Regions from separate parts of the Mus musculus genome. Here region 1 is linked to region 2. The links are chromatin contacts, called in public promoter capture Hi-C maps. All regions are on one chromosome and are shown on one strand. Each heading gives the region's core, a stretch centred on a gene start, on an enhancer-like site or on the middle of the called end of the contact. The rest is flanking DNA. Distances are from core to core; before and after follow the strand shown.

Region 1 (5,782 bases), core at 547-3,046, 3.6 Mb before region 2:
GGATATCTTGTTTTGTCCTCATTTGCACAAAGATGTGTATACCTGAATATGCCGACATGCCACACACACATAATGAACTTCATCTGAATTTTAAGTTCTGAATTCAACTTACATTCAAGTTAACCCTCAGTGTGAATTACTTCCAAAATGCTTGTTCGCCAAGCCCAGCAGAAAGTATACAAAATACCAAAGACTTATTTGGAAGGCATTACTTTGTATCTAAAGGGTTGTTCCCACCATTCCATTATAAGTTATCTTCAAGAGGCTCCTATCCTGCAGTTCTCTTTATCCCCCATTCCCAAAAGAACTCAATCCTTTATCTTGTTGAACCCATTGTCTTTGTATTATACCTTACAAAAGCATCCTCCTTTGACTTTATATAAGGGGTTTATAAAATATTCGCATCCTAAACATTCATTTCTGCATGTGGTTCTGCCCAAACAAAATATACCAGAAAGAACCAGAAGCCAAATGTTCCCAAAGGGTTTTGTAATAGAGTTTTTTGCCAAGTTCAGACACATTTAGCTTTCCTCTTCCTTCTGACTCTGAACTGCCACTGCTTCACAAAAACCACACAATTTGGGGAACTAATAATTGATAAATGAACACACACATTTGTTTGTTTTTAGACAGGGTATTATGATGTAGCTCAGCTGGCCTCAAACTCATCTCCACCTGCCTTTGCTAGATTTAACGTGTGGATCACTATGCTCAGCTTAAATATAGTTTTGAAAACATGTCCTCACTCTCTTTTCTGAGCCTAGGGCCTCCAGCATAATTAGCTTCTTCCAATGAGTTGTATTTCTATTATTATTATTATTATTATTATTATTATTATTATTAATTTATCTTGAGATGAACCCGCAAGAGAAGAGGGGAAGTGTCACTAAACTGCTCGAAGTGGCTTTGGACTCTTGCTCTGGCTGGCCTTGCTCTTGGGCTACTTTAACAGCTCCTCCTCTTGCCCAGTAGCTACGATTACAAACCGAGTCACCGGCCCGGAGCGATTCTGAAAAATTTGAGAGGCTCTTTTGTACCTGTTTTACATCCGCCTTTGGTTACAATGTTCCTGGTTAAGAGGTTTCTTTGGGATTAACTTCCTTTATCAAGAGTCACAATGTTGCATTTGCTATGTCATGGCTCATAGTCGTCATTCTCTATAAATTAATACTTTGTGATCAAGCAGTTTAATTTCCCAAGAGAAACTGCTCAAAATGGGGGTATTAGGGAAGGACCAATTTTTCTCAAGTTTCTACCTGTTGCGAACCTTCTACCTTCCTTTTCCTACCGGGTCCCTCTAGCTTTCCCTTCAGTTTTCAGAATGCACATCACCGTAGTCAGTCCTAGCCACGATGCCGGGTCCTAGGTTGGTTCGCAGTTCCCAGAACAGGACTCAGGGTTTAGGACTTCACATGTAGCTTAGACACACCTCTTTGCCTTCCAAAGTGAATGAAGCGCTCAAGTAACACCGGGGGAGAAAAGAACGAAGTTCAGAACCCCAACATCTAAAGCCACCCCGGGAATCATCCCACCATAACCAGGACCACTACACCCTGCCCATCCCCGCCCGCTCCCGGATCTGCTGCTCTTCGGCTGCCTCGGGTTTCTCCCTCCGCGCGTGACCCCTCCCCTCCCAAGCTCCTGCGCCCCGTCCCTTTCCTGCCCCAGACTCTCCCTTCCCCTTTCCTTTCGCTCTTCCGTCCCCCGCTCTCCATCGTCCCTTTTGATTGGCTAAGCACTCCGGAGCCCGGCCGGCCAATCGGCGGACCGGGTTGGCGGCGATGGGCGTGGCCGTAAAGCCGGGCCCTCAGATCGAGGCTGCCTCCCCCTCTCAGCCGGCAGCACATTCCGCCGCCGTTGCCGCCGCCGCCGCTGGCCCCGCAGTCGTCTTCGCCAGAGCTGCTGTGGTACCCGAGCTCAGGGCAGGAGAGGCCAGCCAGGAAGCGGAGGCCCGGCGGGCGAGAGGAAGCGAGCGGACGGGCGGGCGACGCAGGCGGCGGCCGGCTTCCTGGGAGCGTCTGTGCGGCGCGGTGGTTGGGGCGGATCCCGCGGGGCCCGGGCGGGTGGGGAGAGTCGCCGGCCCGGCCATGGCGGACAACGAGAAATTGGACAACCAACGGCTCAAGAATTTTAAGAACAAAGGCCGTGACTTGGAGGTACAGTGGGGTCCGCGGCCTCCGGCCCCCGGCGGGACGCGGGGTGCGTACGGAGTCGGGCGGGCGCGGCGGCCGGCATGGCGCTGGGCGGGCGGGCGAGCGGCCGTGACGCGGGCGCCGCGCCGGGAAGTTTGTGCCGGGCCTGCTCCGCCTCCGCCGGCGACAGCGCCGGGGCCCGCCGGGTGCGGCCTAGGCCTGTCCTGTCGAGCCGGCCAGACACGGGTGAGGGCGGCGGGCATATCAGCCGCGGCGGAGGCCCCGCAGCGGCGGAAGCTCAGGCTCTGCTCGAGCCCCCGACGCCAAGCGTCGCGGGTGGAGGGCGATGGGGGAGCGAGCGGCGACCTCGGAACTTCTCCGGGCCCGAGACGCCTCCACATGCAGGTTTTCCTAATCGCCCCGACTCTGGTTTTACTTCAATGTCCAAACTACAGGAGTCAACTTCTCCGCTGGAGAAAAAGAAAGAAAGAAAGAAAGAAAGAAAGAAAAAAAAGCCACCCCCGCCGCGAGAGGCGGTCCTGGTGATGCTAAGCAGTGCCTTCCAGCGGCCTGGGTTTCAGTTTGGTCCTAGCTGATTCAAAGATGTGGCTCACGATGTGTCCCTTTCCAGTCAAAAGATCACCTGCCTCCACCGCCTTATTTGAGCTTGTCCACAGATCTTTTTACTCCTCTCTGAGAAGAGACCACCAGTTTGCATTCTTACATAGAAAAGTCCAAAGGGTTATACAAAGCTGTCATCCCCTAGTCTTCTCGGTATCCTTTCTCTCCACCTCCTGGTGGTGGTGGCAGTGAGGAATCCGGTAGGCTATGGACTGACACCATCACGTATTATTTTAAAGGGGGGAAGAAGGCTTCGTTGTCATAGACACAGTTGCTTCCAAGGTTCGATGTATTAAGCACACAGTTTCTTTCCATTGTGACTTTTTTTTTTAATATAGGGAATTTAAAAAAAAAGTCAAGCTTTTAGCTTCTTATCCCCTTTTATGTTCTGGTAACTTCTTCAGACTGCTGTGGTCGGTTCCTGAATTTGAGCATTTTCGGGATAGAGATGGCAACTTTTGTTGACTTTTCCCAATGCCAGTCAGTCTTTTAATGTAGTTTATCCTCTTTTAGCTTATTGCAGTCGTTAGAAGAACTGTATGTCCCAGGGTGTGTGTTGCTATTTAGAGATTGTTTGAAAGTTAAGGATGCTTATCTTTGTGATCATTTTTTATAGTGGAAGAAATTTAAAAAAAAAAATTTTTTTTTAGATTTGTGTATAGGGGTGTTTTGTCTGGATGTGTGTGTATGTGCATCATGTGTGTGCCCTGTGGCCAGGGAGCCCATCCTTTGGAAGTGGAGTTGCTTCCAGCTGGGAGCTGCCATGTGAGTGCTTAGAACTGAACCATTTCTTCAGCTCCCAAATTTAATCTCTTTATTGGAGTAATTTACATGTAACAAAAGCCAACTTTTTAAATGTATAGTTCATAGTTGTCATTAAATTTACTTGTTGAAAAATACCTATTTATTTTTACTAATATGAATATCTAGAATGGGAAAAATCACAAGTTAGGGAATATAAATTTGATAAATACTCCAAAGTTAGAAATTTTAGAAAAACATCAGGTAACCAAACAATCTCTAATTTTTTTTTGCTACCAATTTTTAACAGGTTCCTTGAAATGTGATTCATATACTATATAATTCACCCATATAAAGTGGTTTGTAATGTGTTTAAATGGTTGCACAATCAGCACCTAAGTCAAATCTTAGAATATTTTCTACTCTTTGAAGAACTCCTGATATATGTCATTAGCAATGATTCTCTTTCTCAGCTACTCCAACCCAAAGCAATGTTTGTTTTGATTGCCTATTCTGAGTGCTTCATGTAAATGGAATGTACATTTTAGGATACTTTGTGGCTACCTGACTTGAAGATTCATCCATGCTGTAACAAGAACGTTTCTTTCTTAGGTCTGACTAATATTGTTGCATATAGTTATAGCACATTGTGTTTATGTGTTTATCTTCATAGAACCATGGTTAACCCTTGTTATCGGTCACATCTTATTGCTATAAGCATTTATGTACACATTCTTGTGTAACAGTCTTACTTCTTTTGGCTACAAACCTAGAATGCTAGGTAATACTGGAACTTTGCATCTAACTTTTTATAGGGTTGCCAGACTTACTTTCTCCCTTTCCACCCCTCTTGTTCTTTTCTTTTGGACAAGGTCTCATTATGTACTTGTAGCCTAGGAGAGCCTTGCACTCTCAACCTCTCTCCCTCATCCTCCTGAACACTATCTTTTACTGGCATTATCCCTGCTTCCCTCTCTCTAGTTGTGGGATTGCAAGCATGTGCCACCACCCTGTTTTAAGTTATCTTAAAAACAAAAAACAAACAAAAATGTAATTTACCCTTACTCTGTATTTCTTGCCACTATAGACTAATAAATTAATACTGAATCAACCTGGCTACTATGATAGGTGATTTTAAATTATCTATAAATGCATATTAGATGTATTTTGAGATCATATCTGTAGCCACTACTAATGACTGAATTCATGTAGGTGCATTGGAAATTAGAATATTTTAATTTTCTATCTATAAATATAACATGACTAAATAAAAATTATCTTATTTCTGTGACTTACTCAAGATCACATAAGTGGGTCTTGTTCAGTGGTAAATCATAGTATGTAGGATGCCTTGGGTTTGATCCCCAATACCACAAAAGAAAACAAAAGCTTCTAAAGATGATGAGTACTTGTAATAAGACAGAAGCATCTTGTATTACTTCTAGGCAGTCTATTTGTCACTTATATGCCTGAATCTTTCCAAAGCCTGTTAGTACATTTTCTTCCCCTTCAGATAGCTAACTGCATTGGGTTATGTATGTAATATGTATGTATACATATATGCATATACATTTTATATATATACACACACATTATATAACATGATATAGTTACTGCATTGTGTTACATATGTAATGTATGTGAAATGTAACAGATAATAAAATACTGCTTTTTTTGAGTCTTAATATTTACGTTTTGGAGGAGGCAGTTCTATTGCTGTACAGCGAGAGTTAGCCTAGTATATCCTAAAGGCCATTTTAACATTTAATCCAGCTTTAAAAATGAAATATTTCACATGACATGATTCCTTTCTTACTAACTTTTCAAAGTCCAGTTTGTATTTTACCATTAGGTTATTTCTCTGTTTAGCCCAGTTCTCTTCTAGGTGAGTAATGGTGTCGTGTGGATGGTCGCTACCTTATTAGACAGCAAATGTGTAAATATTACAGCTGCATGTAGAGTTAGGTAACTGTAACATGTGGGGAAGAGGTTGGTTAAAATGAGGACAAAATCTGCCAGTTTAATTTCATTTTACCTGATCTCTAACTTTGAGTATGACCTGGAAGAATCGTTTAAGTCTTAGGATTCTTTTCATCTACAAAGATGACAGTGCACAACATCTGCTTTATGAATGCTGTGGCCATTAGTAGGTTAGTGAGATGCCTGACAACTCAATATAATTTATCTTTTTTATTGGGGAGAGAGGACTCTTAATAGGATTCAGTATGATTGAATCTCTTGCTTCCGTATTTGCTGTTAGCTGTGTGTGTGGTTTTTCCTGTGTGTTT
Region 2 (5,932 bases), core at 2,218-4,717:
AATCGAGTTCTTGGACAATACCTTATTAAAACTATTTTTAAGAAAAGGGGGCCTCTTGCAGAGGACTAAGGTTCAGTTCTTAGCACCTTGTTGAGGCTCAAAACCGTTTGTAACCATGCCAGGGTATTCAACACCCGCTTCAGGCCTCTGCAGTATTAGGTGGACATACATTCACGCAGGCAGAACACTCACACATTCCAACACCTTGAAAAATCAAAATAGCATGTGTCTGTGTACGAATGAAGAACTTCTGAATTACTGATATAAAATGTTTAGTAAAAGAGCTCCAAATATTAGTTTCTATATTTAAAAAAGAAAAAAAGCTACTCAACTCATAAAAATTTAAAAACTAGGTAAGTTTAGTATGTAAGATTCACAGTGGATTTTTTTTAAAGGCAAGTGATTACAGTTAAAATAGTACTTGATTCTCAACACTCAAATGTATGTACAACTTTCATTCAAACATATACATACTAAACAGAATGACATCTAAATTGTTCAAATCATAAAATGTTTCTTTGGTTAGGTAAAGAGACCACATTAAAATTTAAACACTATGAAAAATCAGAATAGCATAAAAGTCATAAAAGAAAAAAACAAAACAAAAAACTTGGTACACTACTGAAAGAAACCACCATACCAAACTTTCAGCTTCATTAGAACATGTAACAATTTTTAACTTGTTATAATACATACCCATACTTCATTCTCATTCTATCATTTTCTGGATTACAATAAAATCTTTCCAAGTGCTCCTGAGAATCATTGGAAACACTCTGCCACTTCTGAGTGGTTGTCCTTTTGATCTGCCAATGATAGGGCAATACGGTGTGATGTTTCAAACAATCCCTGCCATAAATGCAAGTGCCTTGCAGAAAGTCCATACAAATTTCAATTCCATTCTCTTGGTGAGTATGGTACTGTAGCTGGTTTACAAGTTCAAACACAAGCTCAAGGGAAGCTTCCTCACTTTTGTCTTGGAAGAGCTCAGTACTCAACTTATCACTGGTATCCAAAATGTACTGGATTGTAAAACTATTGTCTTGGAAAGCTCCTGGTACATAATCCATAACTTTATCTACGCAGTCAGGACTTGTAGGAACATCACCTGAAACAGGATGCAAAAGGTCAGTTTGGAAGTGTCCTGTTGTAGAATCTGCCACTGTCCCACTGATGGTTTCTGGTGGAAAACTGTGGTCTTGGATTGGAACCCCCTGTTCTGGAGCATCTGTAGAAGGATGCGCTTCTGGTAATTGGCCCTCAACATTTGTCCCATCAGGAATCAGGACAGGCATACTGTTTTCTGCTGGTGGACACGATGGGTTGATTTCCAGGGGTTTTTTCACTATATGTTCATGTAAGCTGCTCTCATCTCTGTTTTGGTCTCTAGCTCTAAAAACTCCATCAAGTGAGCCAGATTCTAGCAAAGTATTTAATATTGGCCTCAAGGATCTCAGGGTTCCAGTTCCCAATCTTTTTTGTTCCTGTTTTTTCTTAAAACACGTTTTCAATGGAGAGATCTTCTCAGAAATTCTCATTTGGCATGAAAAGTCATCAGAAGGAGAAGGAGGCTGTACTACACAGTCTGGCTCAGGTTCAGTGGTTTCCACTTCCATGATGTGATTAACTCCCAACTGTGCCTCAGTATCTACAAATCCTACCAGGAAAGGAAGAAAGATGATCATTTAAAAACTGACAACTGAACCCATTCATTCATTAAAACATTTTGCGTTAGTCTATGGTTAACTATCTGCAATCACTGCTTGCATTATAGTTAGCTCTTACAGGTCAATTTTCTTTTTTTAAACTGAGAAATGAAGATTCAAAAGCTATGCAAAAATCTGCATAATAGTAGATAATAGTAGATGAGAATGTATTTTTCAATACTTATGTATTGACTTAATAATTGATAAACACACACACAGAGGAGGGGGAGACAGAGCAAGTGCTGTGTGATTCTACTGGGGTATGACTTTATTTTGTAAGATAGAAATAACTGTCTTTTTCTAGAAGATGAAGCAGGGAAACCACATCTCTTGCTTAGCTTTGTGGTTCCCTTTACAGTTGTTTATGATCTGTCCCATGAGTTTGCAAAAAACAAAATTCACTGGGAGGAAAGTTCATCAAAAGGATAAACTTAAAAGGTTAAAAAGTGAAAGAACTAGTGTGTGTGTGTATGTGTGTAAGGATAGACACAGAAGCTTTCAAGTGAATTGTGATACAAGAGAAAGCCAGAAGCCTGCTAATGTTTTTACATTCTGAAAGTTCTAGTATTTAATTATTGAATGTTAAAGATTTCTAAATTTTTAAAAAATTCCTGAAGGAATATCAGGATATGCCTAACTTCAACAACCACTGTACCGTGCCTTAGAAACTTAATACAGCACGATTATACAAAGGGTCCTTGTCTTTAGAAAAGTTACACTTATCCACTTTAAAAAAAAAAAACAAATGAAAGTATATTATAACCAAAAAAATACAAATATTAAAAAACACCAAATTTCAGAATCTGAATTTTTTTTCCTTTCAAGAACCAGATCCTTTAAAATGACTGAGATTTCCAGGTATTTACTGAGATTGTTCCAGATGAGAAGGGACAGTGATGAGCAATTAATGGTCTTTTTTCTTGTCCAATAGACTGAAAGAACTCCTTGATGTAAGAACCTATGATTTAATCAAGCATGCATTAGGAGTCCAGTATAGTACCTAGCACTGTTCACCACTGAGGATGTCTGTATTTTGTGGCTGAATTACTTTAGAAAAGGCACACATTAGATGCTTTGTTCTTGGTTGAAGGTCAAAACCCAAAATGGTAAGACTTCGTGCTTTAAAAAACGAATATAAAGATCTAGGAGGGATTTATAAGTCTATGTATACAAAAGTGCTGAATAATCAAAACTCAGAAAAACACAAGGCATGGAACAAAGTGCTAGTCTAAGTACAAAAGAGATTTATTTATTTTAAATAAATAAATATTTGAGTTCAGTATGAGCTGGCATTGTTAGAGAAAGCCTCACGAAGGAGGGATCTGACATGAGACATAAATAACTGGAAAGCAGCCAAGCCAGGCGTTATTATTCATCATTCGGTGCTCTTGCCTCAAGGCTCAGTTGGCACAGATTGTGGTATTCCCTCTCCGTATCTAACCCGCCTGTGCCTTCCCCTACGCACGCACACTATCCCCTCCTATCACACCAATCCAGGCAAAATACTAAAGCGATTTTATTTATACTTCTGCACACGCACATGCACGCACGCACGCACGCACACACACACTCGCACGCACACAACTTTTCCTCTTACTGCCCCTCCACCAAACTCGGAAACTCAACTAGGAAGCAGAGGAGTGGAGTGCGGAAGCCACCAGTTCCTCAATTAGTTTGCATAACAGAAAAATAAAAAGATTGGAAGGTCGTTTCCTCCGGTCGCCCGCAGCGGGCAACCCAATCGCGCCACCCTTCACCTCGTGACGCCCCGGTCGTCTGGCACCACGAGCTGGTCACACCTTCCATGGAAACCGCCGGCTCCAAACAGCCAAGGAGTGAGACGCCCGGGTCCGAGCGACGCCTCCTGCCGGCCGCGCTCCGCGCAGCCACGACCTCCCGCCGCGCCCGTTCCACCGGGCTCCGCACTTCGCCGAGAGGGTGAGCATCCCCGCCCTCACCTTGTCCTCAGGGACCCGGGCGCCCCCTCACTCCCGGCCCACCTTCCTCAGGACCCGACCTCCCCGCCTCCCCGAAGCCACTCAAGGCGAGTCCACAATGAATTCCCCCCCACCCCGGCCCTGCCTCCTTCCCGAGGACCGGCTGGCGAGTCCCGGAGCTTGCAGGGCCGAGCCGCAGCGGACACTCCGGGTGGCGGGGAAAAGGAAGGGGAACCGGTGCGGCACTCAAAGTTAACTCGAACACAGCCTGCAAACTTCTGGGCTGCAGCCCGGAACGCGCGCCGGCCGGAACGCTCCCGCAGCGCCGAGCCCTCCCGCAGGGGCTGCCCCGGCTGCAACCCCCCGAGAGGAGTCGCGGGCGGCCCCGCAAGCCCTGCGGCGCCAGTCCATCTATCCACCTGCCCAGCTCCCGGCGCTGAACCCGATCCCACCCCGCCACCGACGGACGCGAGCGCATTCAGCTCTCCCGGGCAGTCTAGGGATCCGCCGCTGTCCCGACGGGGACTCGGGGCGGCGAGGCTGGCGCCCGCCATCCCGCTGGGGGTCCCTCCGCCGCTCGCTGCCCACCCCCCAGCCCCTTTTACCTCAGGCAAGCCGCCCTTCGAACGCAGCCCAGGCGCGGCGTGGAGGGCCGCCTCTGCGCCAGCGGTCCGAGCCGAGGACGAGGGCCGGTGTCTAGGGGTCGTGGGCGGCCGACGCGGCGAGCGGCGCGCGGGCCATTCCGCGGACCTGAGCGCTGAAAGCCGCAACTGCTCTCGAGGCTCCAGCTCGCTCGCCTGTCAGCTCCAGCTCTGCTTTAAGTGGCTTCCGGTCTCCTCCCCCGGGCCGGCTCGTCTTCGGGGAGGGAGGAGCTTCGGGGCCGAGAGGGGGTGGGGTGGGGTGAGGGGGCCGGGCGATCAGTGAGTGCCGGGAAGCTGGGGCCCCGCCTCCCGTGCGCGTGCTCCGGACGGAGGGGCGCGCGGCGGCTCGGCGCTCCGGGGAGGAGGAGGAGGAGGGAGGGGAGTGTCCGCTCGCGAGCGGCCGAGGGTCCCCGAGGCTCTGACGGTTCGCGAGGCCGGGGAGGCTACCTCCCACCCCCCGTGAGCCTGCGAGGAGAGGAGGCGCGCGCCGCGTGGGGCGGACTCCACCTGCCTGCGGACAGATGCAGGGTCACCGTGTTCCGCGGACACCCGGGCACGCGATGTGAGAGAGGCTGTGAGACGGAACGGCCGGTTTCGGTGCGGTTGCCTTTGTTTATCTGCCTCCTTTCAAGACGCCTCCAGATCCCGAGGGGGAAGCGAGTGGCCGCCTCCGCCGCTGCCTCCAGACGGGGTCGCCGGCCCCGCGCCGTACGGGCGGGAAGGCTGAGCCCGCCCCGCCGCCTGTTCCCGGACAGCCTCCGCTAGGGGAAGCCAATGTTAGGGTTTTGACAATAGAGATGCCTATGCGCGTGTTTTGCAGCCCACGGATCACGTAGTGACTAATTCATTTAACAAGTCAGAGCGCCTCTTCCGCGCCGAGCGTGTACTAGGTTTAGAACTACGACCTTCATCACCCAGACCCCACGCCCTGCACTCATAGAGACTTAGGGAACCGAGAGTTAACCTCAAAAATATACATGAAACTGGCATCTGGATTGTAACTTCATGTATTCAATAGCTTTTTGTTGTTGTTGTTTTTTTAGTTGGAAATAAACATTAAATTTGTATAATCCGAATTTAAGAAAAAAAATTAAAAGATCGTACTTATTCAAAAAAAAAAAAAAGGGGATCCTGGAAAAACAGGCTAAGCAGAGGCTGTGGTTCCCAAGTTTTATGGCACTGCTAACCCAGATTAATGATCACCCAGCAGTGTTGTTTCAAATTGCATCAAGTAAAGGCCCTCAGACTAAAGTGGAAAGGTTGGGACAGAATTCAAAGACTAGTATATAAGCAAAATTAAACTATTTTTAAAAAACTATAATAAGATTGCAGTATTTCCAACGTTTTAAAACTGTCCCAACTTTACCTACTAACTTAATGATTACCAAAAATATTTGCAAAAACAATGTTTTAAGTAAATTTATGGTTTTATGTTGGGTTGCATCCAAACTTAATCCTGGGACACACACATGCAGCCCTCATGTCTCCGGTTGAACATACTATATTTGGGGTTAAATCTATCATTTTACTACGTATTTTTTTCTCTCATCTATTTTGTTTGTTCAATTTGCTTTCGTGCTACTTTTAAAATTCCATTCTCTTCCAACAATTTTTTTATACATTCTTTATACTTTCAGTACTGTTTCAG

What was found. Promoter capture Hi-C pulls out the DNA fragments that hold promoters and counts their contacts.
Region 1: a contact with region 2 is called in a promoter capture Hi-C map of liver, with 4 times the contacts expected there. The contact joins the promoter of Kpna4 here to the promoter of 4931440P22Rik in region 2.

What each region holds. Positions count from the first base shown.
Region 1 is chr3:69,123,106-69,128,887 of GRCm38.p6, reverse strand. It overlaps Kpna4 (karyopherin (importin) alpha 4), which reads left to right and starts at 1,796. Exons shown (of 17, transcript NM_008467.4): 1 at 1,796-2,156. The coding sequence starts at 2,088.
Region 2 is chr3:65,526,949-65,532,880 of GRCm38.p6, reverse strand. It overlaps 4931440P22Rik (RIKEN cDNA 4931440P22 gene), which reads left to right and starts at 3,467. Exons shown (of 2, transcript NR_027955.1): 1 at 3,467-3,644; 2 at 3,716-5,398. It overlaps Tiparp (TCDD-inducible poly(ADP-ribose) polymerase), which reads right to left and starts at 4,434. Exons shown (of 6, transcript NM_178892.5): 1 at 4,249-4,434; 2 at 697-1,657. The coding sequence starts at 1,616.